Linked DNA regions of Mus musculus: region 1 is linked to region 2. Evidence: chromatin contacts called from public HiChIP or PLAC-seq data. All regions are on one chromosome and are shown on one strand. The core of a region is the stretch at or near the end of the contact, and the rest is flanking DNA. Distances in the headings are between cores, read along the strand shown.

The links. HiChIP or PLAC-seq counts read pairs in DNA pulled down with a chosen protein or histone mark.
Region 1: an H3K4me3 HiChIP or PLAC-seq map of bone marrow-derived macrophages shows a contact between it and region 2, with 5 times the contacts expected there. The contact joins two enhancer-like sites. A contact is called at or near these places in 4 of 39 promoter capture datasets (the C10 cell line, the HPC-7 cell line, embryonic stem cells and 1 more), 1 of 115 datasets of contacts at active chromatin or transcription factors (bone marrow-derived macrophages) and 2 of 9 other capture datasets (adipose tissue and liver).

What each region holds. Positions count from the first base shown.
Region 1 is chr7:121,043,742-121,049,528 of GRCm38.p6, forward strand. It overlaps Mettl9 (methyltransferase like 9), which reads left to right. Exons shown (of 5, transcript NM_021554.2): 2 at 4,097-4,287. Among named protein-coding and RNA genes, the nearest start is that of Gm27991, 6.1 kb to the left of the region's middle. Within about 2 kb of position 3,635, at least 27 of the 459 cell types and tissues checked have an H3K27ac peak or open chromatin away from gene starts, as enhancers often do. A contact at or near this core is called in bone marrow-derived macrophages, where this site is marked.
Region 2 is chr7:120,863,276-120,868,320 of GRCm38.p6, forward strand. All of the region lies in intron 2 of Eef2k (eukaryotic elongation factor-2 kinase), which reads left to right. All of the region lies in intron 2 of Gm15774 (a long non-coding RNA gene), which reads right to left. Among named protein-coding and RNA genes, the nearest start is that of Gm15774, 15 kb to the right of the region's middle. Within about 2 kb of position 2,071, at least 232 of the 459 cell types and tissues checked have an H3K27ac peak or open chromatin away from gene starts, as enhancers often do. A contact at or near this core is called in bone marrow-derived macrophages, where this site is marked.

The sequences.
Region 1 (5,787 bases), core at 2,385-4,884, 180 kb after region 2:
CAGTAACAGGATGCCTCTGTGGTTATGTTTCCTCCATGAGTTTGATAAAGATGGCAGATTCTACCTATTTAAACCTCCTTTGGGTCTTAGCAGTGATTCTTTTGAGAGCCAGAGACAAATAAATCATGTCTCACTCTCTACCAAACTGAAGCCAGCTATTGTCCTAGTCTTTATGAATCTTCCAGTCTGTGAGGATAGATGCCAAATATGTAATTGTTTAGTCACTATTCAGCTGGCATACATGTTGCTAAGGAGATACATGGGTTATATGAGGGGGGCTTAGTACTGGGAACTCTAAGCTACTCTGGAAGTTCAGAGAAACTGAGGAAATGCTTTATCGGGACTGGACTAACCAGGAGGGGAGAACAGTGGTCAGAACAAACGGCATGTGAAATAGCCATGGGAAAGGAGCCTTTAGAAGAGAGTAAGGGCCAGTGTCAGGGTAGCACATGCTGTGAGGTAAGGCCTTAGAAACCATGGTGAACACTTTGACAGTTATTATGTTATTAAAATTTACACCCAGGTTTGATAGGTCACTTGTGTTTTCAGAGTGCTTAATTTCTATAGGATCAAACTCCCCACCACATGTAGGTGTGTTTGCTATGAAAACAGTGTAGCTGTATGTGTGTGCATGTTTGTGAGTGTGGGTGGCAAAAAATAGCCTTAGCTGTCATTCCTCAGGAGCTGTCTACTTTGTTCTCTGTGTTCTCTTCGTCACTGGCCTGGAACTTGCCAGATAGGTATGACAAGGCTGGCTGGCCAGGAAGCCCTAGGACTTTATCTTTCTCTACCTTTCCAGCACTGGATTATAAATTTAACACCACATGCCTGGCTTCTTCATTTACATGGTTCTGGACATTGAATTAAGGTCCTCATGTTTGCAAGGCAAACACTTTACCAACTGAGATATCTCCATAGTCCTCATAAAAATTAAAATGTATAATTTGATAGATTCTAATATTTTCAGAGTTGTGCATCACTAATACCTGATTTTGAGTTTTTTAAAAAAATTATTATTATTACCTCAAAAAGGAGCCTATAATAGTCTAGTAGTAGCCAGTCCCTACTGTCTCTTTGCCCAAGGCCTGGGCCACAAAATCTGTTTTTTGTCTCTGGATTTCCATATCATAGATGTTTATTCTAAGCAGAATAATTGTACAGTGTGTGATCTTGTGTCTGGCTTGTTTTGCTTTAGTATGTGGTTAAGGCTCACCCTCTGGAACATGAGCCTGCACTTCATTCTTTTTATGATTGAATACTGTTCTCTTGTATGCATTCACCACACCTCTTTTGCTCATCGGTTTGATTGACAGTTTAGTTTCTGCCTTTTGTTAGTGATGATAAATGCTGTTGTAGACTTGAGGCTTGTATCACATAACTGGTCAGGAGGGACATGGAAACCTTTTACTCCTTTTTATTCTGCAGCAAATTCCATTTCCTAATCAACTTCTGTCACTGTTGTGAAGAGATACCATGGCCAAGGCAACTACTATAAAAGAAAATATTTAATTGAGGGCTTGCTTACAGTTTCAGAGGTTAGTCCATTATTATCATGGCAGGGAGGCACATGATCAGTAGCTGAGAGTTATGTCCTGATCTGCAGGTTGAGAGAGGGATGGCTTGACATGGACTTTTGAAACCTCAAAGCCCACCCCCAGTGACACACTTCTCCATTCCTGCAAGGCCACAGCCAATCCTTCTAATCCTTTAACATAGTGCTGCTCCCTGGTTACTAAGCATTCAAATAGAAGAACCTATGGAGGCCATTTTTATTCAGATACCCCAGAAAGCTTCTGTGGTAGGAAAGGTTCAACCACTGTGTTAGTATTTATGAATAGAAAAATGTGCTATTAAAATTTGAGGATTTTTTTCCCTTGGTGCTTGAAAATAATAAATCACAGCAGTTAATGATGCCACTGTTGCTTTTCCTCTGGAAGTCTGAATCCATTGCTATTCTTGTTGTCCGTTTACAAATGGATGCCAAGAAATTCTTAGCTCCTGGTTTTCAGATAGATGACCTCTTGCCCACATTAATAGAATGCTCTTGATTTCCTGTTAGCAGTGTACTGGGTTTCAACTTGATTAGTCATTTCAGAGTACTGTGTGTGTGTGTAAATCAGAATGTGCACAAGGTCACGAGTATAATAAAAATTGTTTATGAGCTGTACTGGGGCATAGCTTCAGGCTCAGTAAGTTTTAAGGATTAGTAAATGATTAAGCAAGAACATTTCCAGACCAAGGAGAGAAGTGTAGGCTATGAGCTTAAGCCATCTTATAGCTTGTCACTATAGGGTAGAGGCAACAAGGAGTTCCGGGTCAAGTCGAGGCAGTTTTGATAATGGTGGTCAAACAGCAGGTTAGTACAGAGTAGGCAAGAACAAGAAAGGTTTGACTTACTCAGTTTGGGATATATAGAGTCTATAAAGGATGAACCGTTGACATTTAATGTGACCTTCTGCGTGTTTTTGCTGGCTTACAGTTGGTTTCTTGTGTCAGGAAGACTGATTGCACTGGCCATTGAGTAAGCATAGGATGACTGCAGAATTGCTCCATTAATTGTGCAGGAAGTTATGGAACACTTACTGCTGGTAAATGGACAGATTTGTCAGGGTTAAACAAGTCACTTTTGACTAATAAACTTCTTATTTGGAAAAATTAGTATTTTCCTAACAATGCATTGAGTGAGTCCAGTGTATTTAATGGTCTTGTTATCTGACTGTGTTAAGGGGATCACTACTACTAACCTGCACAGGTCTCTCACAGTGTGCTCTGTCCTGTGCTGAGGACTTGCCTGCATTATTTTGTTTAATCCTCTACTCTACCTAGGTGGATACTGGTAGTATCATACTTGCCTGCTAAGGAATGATAGTCTGAGCTCACACTTGTCTGAACTCACATAGGAGTTACAGAGCTAGGACTTGCTTATGGGTCTGACACTGAAGCTGTCATAAACTTACTTTCCCACTTTTCTGCTACATTAATGGGAAATGTATGTTTTGGGAGGTGAGCTAAATAAATAAATGAAATAAATTTATTTTATGTGTATGAGTGTTTTGCTTGCGTGTATATACATGACCATGTACATGAAGGACCCATGGAGGACAGAAGAGGGAGGGCATTGGATTTCCTAAAGCTGGAGTTACAGATGTCTGTGAACTGCTGTGTGGGTGCTCAGAAACTAACCTGGGTCCTCTGAAGGTCAGCCAGTGCTCTTAACTACTGAGCCATGCATTGATTAGGTTAACTTTTATCGGTAGTTGTGGAATTTTATTTTTAAAATATGTTCTTGCTAGAGCCTATTCCTAGAACTCTTTCGTTCGTTTCGTTCGTTGCCTTCACTTGGTCTTCTTGACTGCGTGAGCTCATCCTGCAGTCTCTTGAGGGTTGCTGGTGAGCATGCTGCTAAAGCATCTCTTTATCTCTGAAGAAGGCAGGCAACCTGGTGTAGTTTCCAGAGTACCAATTAATTCTTGCTCATTCTGCTGCTGATTTGGTTGGTGGATTTGAGGTGTGTCATTGGTTTATGTGGAGTTTCATTTAAACACAATGATGCTAGCTGTTAGCTTGGTAATGCTAAGTGAATCTCAGCCAGGGAAGATCTTGTGACTTGACTGCGTTGTGAGTGAAGCCTTGGGTAAGGCTGCTTCTTCTTTTTTTTTCCCCCAAGATTTATTTATTATTATATGTAAGCACACTGTAGCTGTCTTCAGACACACCAGAAGAGGGTGTCAGATGGTTGTGAGCCACCATGTGCTTGCTGGGAATTGAACTCAGAACCTCTGGAAGAGCAGTCAGTGCTCTTAACCGCTGAGCCATCTCTCCAGCCTCCCTTGGGTTGGGCTTCTAAGACCTGGGCTGATGGTCTAGTTGTGCTGCATGACCCCTAGAGGGCTGGAGGAAGAGTGGGGAGTGGGAAGTCATGCCTGAGGAAGGATTTTGTACTTGTGAGTCACATGGGCAGAAAAGATGATGATCGGCCTCAGGGTGGTGAGATTATATTTGAAGATCTTAGATTATATTTGACTTCTGTTTTTTTGTTGTTACATTTCTTAGGAATTGCATCAACTATGTTTAATCTTTTTTTTTTCTTTCATAGTGGTATGTGTGCAACAGAGAGAAATTATGCGAATCACTTCAGTCTGTCTTTGTTCAGAGTTATCTTGACCAAGGAACACAGATCTTCTTAAACAACAGCATTGAGAAATCTGGCTGGCTATTTATCCAACTCTATCATTCTTTTGTATCATCTGTTTTTAGCCTGTTTATGTCTAGAACATCTATTAACGGGTAAGTGAATATGAGAATCCCTACTCTCCCCTCCCCCCAACACACACACTTTTTTTTTTTTAATTCTTAGGTTTAAAAAAGGAAAGGTGAATGGTGCCTTGTTCTAGAGACTACCTCTCCTTCAGTATTTGTACCTGTCAAAATCCTTGACAGAAGGCCCACTATTGGAGCTCTGTGTACTTAGACTTTTAAAATTCATTATAACTTTGCAGGTAACTTAGTTAATCTCTCTATCTGTGGTCATTTAGTGCATTTAGTGCATTGCCTGCTCTGAAGTAGGTGGAACTACCCGGAGAAGGTGTTAAAAGGTAGGTTATGATTTGGTCGGTTCTGAGATTCTTGTTTTTTTTGTTGTTTTGTCTTTTAGACAGGGTCTCACCAGGCTGGTCTCATACTCCAAGAGATCCACCTGCCTCTGTTACTCAAGTGCTAGACTGAAGGAGTATGCCACTCCACCCAGCTGAGCTGAGGGGTTTCTTTGTTTGTTTTGGGGTTTTGTTTTGTTTTTGTTTTTTTTCAAGATAGGGCTCCTCTGTGTAGCTGGCTCAGACTCACAGAGATCCACCTCCAGAGCACTGAGAGTAAAGATGTGCACCCACCTCAGCCACCACAGCCACCAGTGCAGCAGGCAAACAAACTCCTGGCAGCAGGCTGTGAAGTGTGGAACTTGAGAGCCGTCCTTCTAGTGGGGTTCTTCTGCTGAAGGGGAGGCCTGTGCCTTAGGTGCGCACCCCACTGGCAGGGATCTGATTATTTAGCCCAACAATAGGCAACGACTTGTTTTGAAGGTCCAGCATTTGTTTTTAACATCATATTTAGGTTCACTAGGAAGTTTTTAACTTTAGTGTAGAATTCTCTGCCCTGAGAGTGGTTCCTTCAAATACCTACAGAAAATACTTTATACATATTAACCTATAAATATTATTTATCACTTCTTAGTTGAATTTTTAAACATATGTAAGGCCAAGTTTTGGCAACCAGTCATGATGTTTAACAGGCCTCCTGTGCTCTGCTTTTGTTTTCTTTCCCCTTGAGGTTTGAACCAAGTTTTTGCTAAATGTCTGGATCCCCAGTCTATCATCTGTTCCTTAAACATGTTTTCAGGCACTATAAGTCATCCCTCAGGATTTCTTACTTAATTTTCATTCTTGTTTGAATGAGCTTGGCTTATATTTGCTTCAGCAAACATTTGTTATTTTGTATTGGGAGTTGAGTTTATACAATTTAGGTTGATGTTTGTTCCTAAAATTGGATGTATTGAATTTCTGTTCTGTGCCATTAATTCTTTCTTCAGAAATCATGTGAGTCACCCTTGCAGAAATTCTTTCTGAGTAATAGAGGTGTGAGAATCTTTCCTTTAGGAAGTGCTTACATTCAGTACTTTATATGATTGTCAGTTTCAAAACAAATTAGTTCCCTTTTCTTCTACCTGTTGGAGGAAACCCACTTCAGACTCCTTGCTCTAGAATTGAGTAGTTTGATCAGAGAGGCTATATAATT
Region 2 (5,045 bases), core at 821-3,320:
CTTGGTAAAAGTTTGAACCAGGCACAGGGTGGATTAAATCTTCGTTGCTCACGGAATGTTGCCACCAGAGCAGGTTCAGGGAAAGACTATAGCTTAGTTTCCAACCTCATTTCCCTTGGCACTTAATATGGTGTTTTTTTTTCTTTAATTTATTTACTATTGGCATGGTAACCTGAGCTGTTGAACCAAAATGGCCATCTGGCCTTCCTTCAAGAAATAGGCCCTAGCAGGTACTGAGTGTGCAATGTGAAATGTCAGATTCTGTCAGTGCCCCTGTTCCCAAGGGATGGGGCAGAATCCCTCAGAAGGCCTCTCAGGAGATACCAGCTTTCCCTCAGAGGAGGTTTATCTGTGAGAGACTCGGCCCTAGCCCCAGGATTTAGTTATGTAAGTGTTTAGAGGGGGAGGGGCAGGAGTTCGAGATTGATTGATTAAGGAAGAGTTTCACTGCGAAAGATTGCTTTAGGGCAGGATCATATGGGTGACTTTTCTTTTCTACGCCTTGGACAGAGTTCTGCATTTTCTGGTTTGGTTGGTTTTAGTTCAGACAGTTTTTAATACGAAGCATCTATTCTTTGAGAATCTTATGTATTTCAAGAATTTTGATTTAATTTACTTCTGTTCCTCCTGCTATCCTCCCAAATCTATTTATTCCCCAACCTCCCCACACTGGTTTGGGCTTTTTTTGTGGAGGGGTGTGTGTGTGTGTGTGTGTGTGTGTGTGTGTGTGTGTGTGTATGTGTGTGTGTCTAGACAGGGTATCTCTGTGTGTCCCAGACAGTCCTAGAACTTGCTATGTAGACCAGACTGGCCTTGAACTCAGAAACTGACTGTGCCTCTGCCTCTAAATGCTGGGAGTAAAGGCACGACCCTTCGGCAATGTAAGAGAGGGTCTCTTGTAGTTCAGGGTGGCCTCCAAACTCTCCCTGACTGGCCTGGAGCTCTTGTACAGAATCCCTCCCTAGTGCTCGGACTATAAGTGTGTGCCACCACACTGGGCCCCCTTCTACATTTTCTTCTCCCCTCCCCCATTACACATTATATTTATTTTATTACTTTACATTTACATATTTATTCAATTACTGTGTATATATGCATATGTGTTTGTGCCCTGGCACTTGTGTGGAGATCAGAGGACAACTTTCTGCAGTGGGTCCTCTTCTTCCACCTTCAAGATCCAGGAATCCAGTGGGGTTGCCGTGTTTGTGTCACAAGTGTGACCTCACCCATTTAGCTGTCTCGCCAACACCAATTCAGTCCTTTTGAAAGGACTTTTTTTCTCAAAGTGCTAGGGATTGAAACTCAGAGACGGTTACATTCTAGGCCAGTGTACTACCATTAAACAGCAAGCCCAGCCCTTTGAGAAAAATGTCAGTGACTTTGTTCCTCCTTACTGCAAAAATAACACACACACACTTTAAATATATGCAAATATAGTCACAAAGTCTTTGTATATATATAAATGTAAGCAAATGTATTTTATGTATTGCAAATTCACACATGTAAACTTTTAGAATTTTTTTTATTTCACCTGTATGGGTGTGTTACCTGCATGTGTGTGTTACGTGCATGTGTGTGTGCATCACTGTTGTCCTTGGAGGCTAGAAGTGGGTGTGGGATTCCAAAGAACTGGAGTTTTGAGCCGACATGTATATACTGGGAATCAAACCTCAGTCTATTGCAAGAGCAGCCAGTGCTCTTAACTGCTAAGCTGTCTCTGTAGCCCTTATATATACAAACTTAAAAAATAAATGTTATGATCTAGATAATCTATGCATAATGTATATACAAAGTAAAACAACCTAAACTGTATCATTTAAACAAAAGTGAAAGTGTGCCTCCCCCCTCAGCCCAGGTCTGTGAGGGCGTATCTCACCCTGATTTTCTTCTCTTTGTTCCCATGGAGAATTATAAACAGGTTTCCACCCTGGAGGCCATCCTCCCATATCCCCTTGGGAGCTGACATGAACTCTAACTTCCGTAACTTGCCTGTGGTCTGGACAGGCTCTGCAGTACGTGCCTTACTCAGTACAATGTACACGGTGATCCCTATAGCCCAGACAGCTGGCCGTTTGCCAGATGGTAAATGGAAATGAAGTCACATGCCTGGGAGGTGGCGGGACTGTAGTCCCTCCCTAGAGATCCCCCTTTCGAGTCCTGCTGTTAATAACTGCAATTTGTATCTCTCTATATCTTGTGACTCATTTTTAATTGTATCTTTTTTTTTTTCAGTGTCTGTGATCCAGCCCAGAGCTTCATTTATTTGCTTATTGTCTTTAATAGCTGAATTTCATTTCCCTGGAGGACAGTGTTTTCTTGTTCATATGGCTTTGCCTGTGCAGAGAATGTACTTACTAGCAATAGAATGGCTTGGGCAGAATCTTGTTTTGTTTTTTGGTTTTTCGAGACAGGGTTTCTCTGTATATCCCTGGCTGTCCTGGAACTCACTTTGTAGACCAGGCTGGCCTCGAACTCAGAAATCCACCTGCCTCTGCCTCTCCGAGTGCTGGGATTAAAGGCATATGCTACCATGCCTGGCACCTTGGGCAGAATCTTAACTTTAAAAATTGTGTGGGGATGGCTGATTGCACCAGCAAACTGCTCCGCTGCACGAGTGGGCACACCTGCTGGCTACACCTTCTCATCCTCAATTGTATCCATGCTGTTAACGCACTGAGGGTGGTTCTAGCAGCTTGGGGGGAAAGATACAGTCACTCCAGAATGAGCTGGGTGAGCCAGAGTGTGCTGACTCACTGGGCAGAGATGTGTCCCTGCCTAAAGCCTGGGAGACTCCACCCTGGCAGCCTCAGGCCTCAGACCATGACCATAGAAAGTAAGCCTGGGTTTCCTGCTTCTGGAAAGCAGTCAGAAAACCAAGCTTAAGGGATTGGTCTGTGGCTGGATGGCTGGAGTGTTTTCCTAGTAAGCCGGAGGCCTGGGTTCAGTCTCTTGTATCTTAAAATAATAAAGAGACCAGAAAAGCTTTGGTCTCCTACAAGATGAAAGCCTGCTGGCCACTTGAAAAAGAGTCCTGCTGGCATAGGAAGGGGAGCTGGGGAGCTGGGGTCTGGCCACAGGAGGAGTTTAAGGAGATGGCAACCCTGCTGTGGGGACTCATATTTATCAAAGAGAGTGCTGAAAGGCTTTGCTGCAGTGTGCACAGCTATTTATTGTCAAGGGTACCCCTCCCTTCTTATTCTCTCTCTTTTTTTTTTTCTGAAAACTTTGTGAAAATATAAGCCGCATGCTGTTCAACTTAGCCATTTAAATGTACAATCCAGTGGCTTTCAGTATATTCAAAAAAATCACACGTCCATCTCCGTACCTAACTCTGTTGAAAGCTGTTCCTCTCAGGCATCAGCTGCATCTCTGGTCTAGCCAGCCCCTAGCCCTCAGGACCAATTTACTTTCTGTCACTAGGAGCTTACCTTTCTAGACTGAAAAAGTATTACAACTATTTATTATTTAATGTATGTGCTGTGCTATGCTTGTAGAAGTCAGAGGACAACTTGCAGGAGTTGGTAGAAGGAAGATCCTAAGATCACACTCAGTTATCAAGGTTGATGACAAACGGCCTTACCCACTGACTCATCTTGTTAGCCCGTAGACACAGACCCATTCCAAGGAGTGACATATGAAGGTTGCATAGTAACTGTAGTCAACTTCTTTTGCCAGCCAGGGCAAAGCTTCATCTGTCTGAGTCTCACACTTCCAAACTTCCCTTGTCTCCAATAAGGGAATTCTCCCACCTAGCTCTCTAGCCTCACAAATTGCCATGAGAAGCCAGTAAAGTACTTTCTGGGCAGTGGGGGAAGGAGAGGGTCCCCAAGAGACCATAGCATTACGTCACTCTTGTGACTAGTAAATGCTGTTGCTTTGATTTTTATTATTTCCATCTTTACCTCTTCTTGACTGGGGATCTAAACCCCAAAAGTTAGGGAGAGCAATTGTAGGTACTCTTTGCAAACAGTAATTTCTTTTTTTGTTTGATTGACTTGTCTTGAGGAAGGACCTCTAATGTAGCATTGGCTGGCCATGAGCTTTCTTTTCCATGTAAACCAAGCTGGCTTGAACATACAGCTTTCTGAATGCTGGAATTAAAGGCATCTGCCACTATGCCTGCTTATTTTATTTGTTAAAATTGTTTATCTATACACTGTGTATGAGAGAGAACACACGTTCTATGGCGTGTGTATGAGGTCAAGGAATAACTTGGGCTCAGTTCTTTCCCTTCTACCACATGGGTCCTGGGAATCACACTCCTGTTAGCAGGCTTGGGCACACACAGACACAAAGAAGGCTGGGGCCATAGCTCAGTGTTTCCCTGGCATATGGGAGGTCCTAGGTTCATCCCCAGTACTGGGAGAAAAAGAATGTCACCTTCCTGCTCTAGGGTGGACTGTTTCATGGAGGTGCTTTAAGGTTGTGGTTTCTTTGGTGTGATGGTTTGTATTGTCTTGGGTGTGCTGTATATGTTGGGGAGTGATTGTATTGGGGGGGGGCTTGGGTGTACTCTGTGTGGGGAGCTTGGTTGTGCTCTGTGTGAGGGCTTGGTGTGCTCTGTGTGGGGAGCTTGGGTGTGCTCTGTGTGAGGGCTTGGGTATGCTCTGTGGGGGTGTGTGTGTGCTTGGGTGTGCTCTGTGGGGGGGGGCTGGGTGTGCTCTGTGTGAGGGCTTGGGTGTGCTCTGTGGGAGGGCTTGGGTGTGCTGTGTGGGAGGGCTTGGGTGTGCTGTGTGGGAGGGCTTGGGTATGCTCTGTATGTGGGGGTGATTGTATGTGCTGTGTACAGTGGGGTTTAAGTGTACTCTGTCATCACACATATGTGAAAGTCAGAGGATAACGTGTGGGAATCTGTTCCCCCTTCTCCAATATGGTCCCAGGGTTTGAGCTCACTGTCAATTAACTTCACCCACTGAGCTGTGTGCCTCTGCCCTCTATTCTCCCCTCCTTTAAAAAATATTTATTTACATGCATGGGTGTTTTGTCTGTTCTGTATCTGTGCACCATGTGGTCAAAGGAGAACATTGGATCCCTTTAGAACTCAA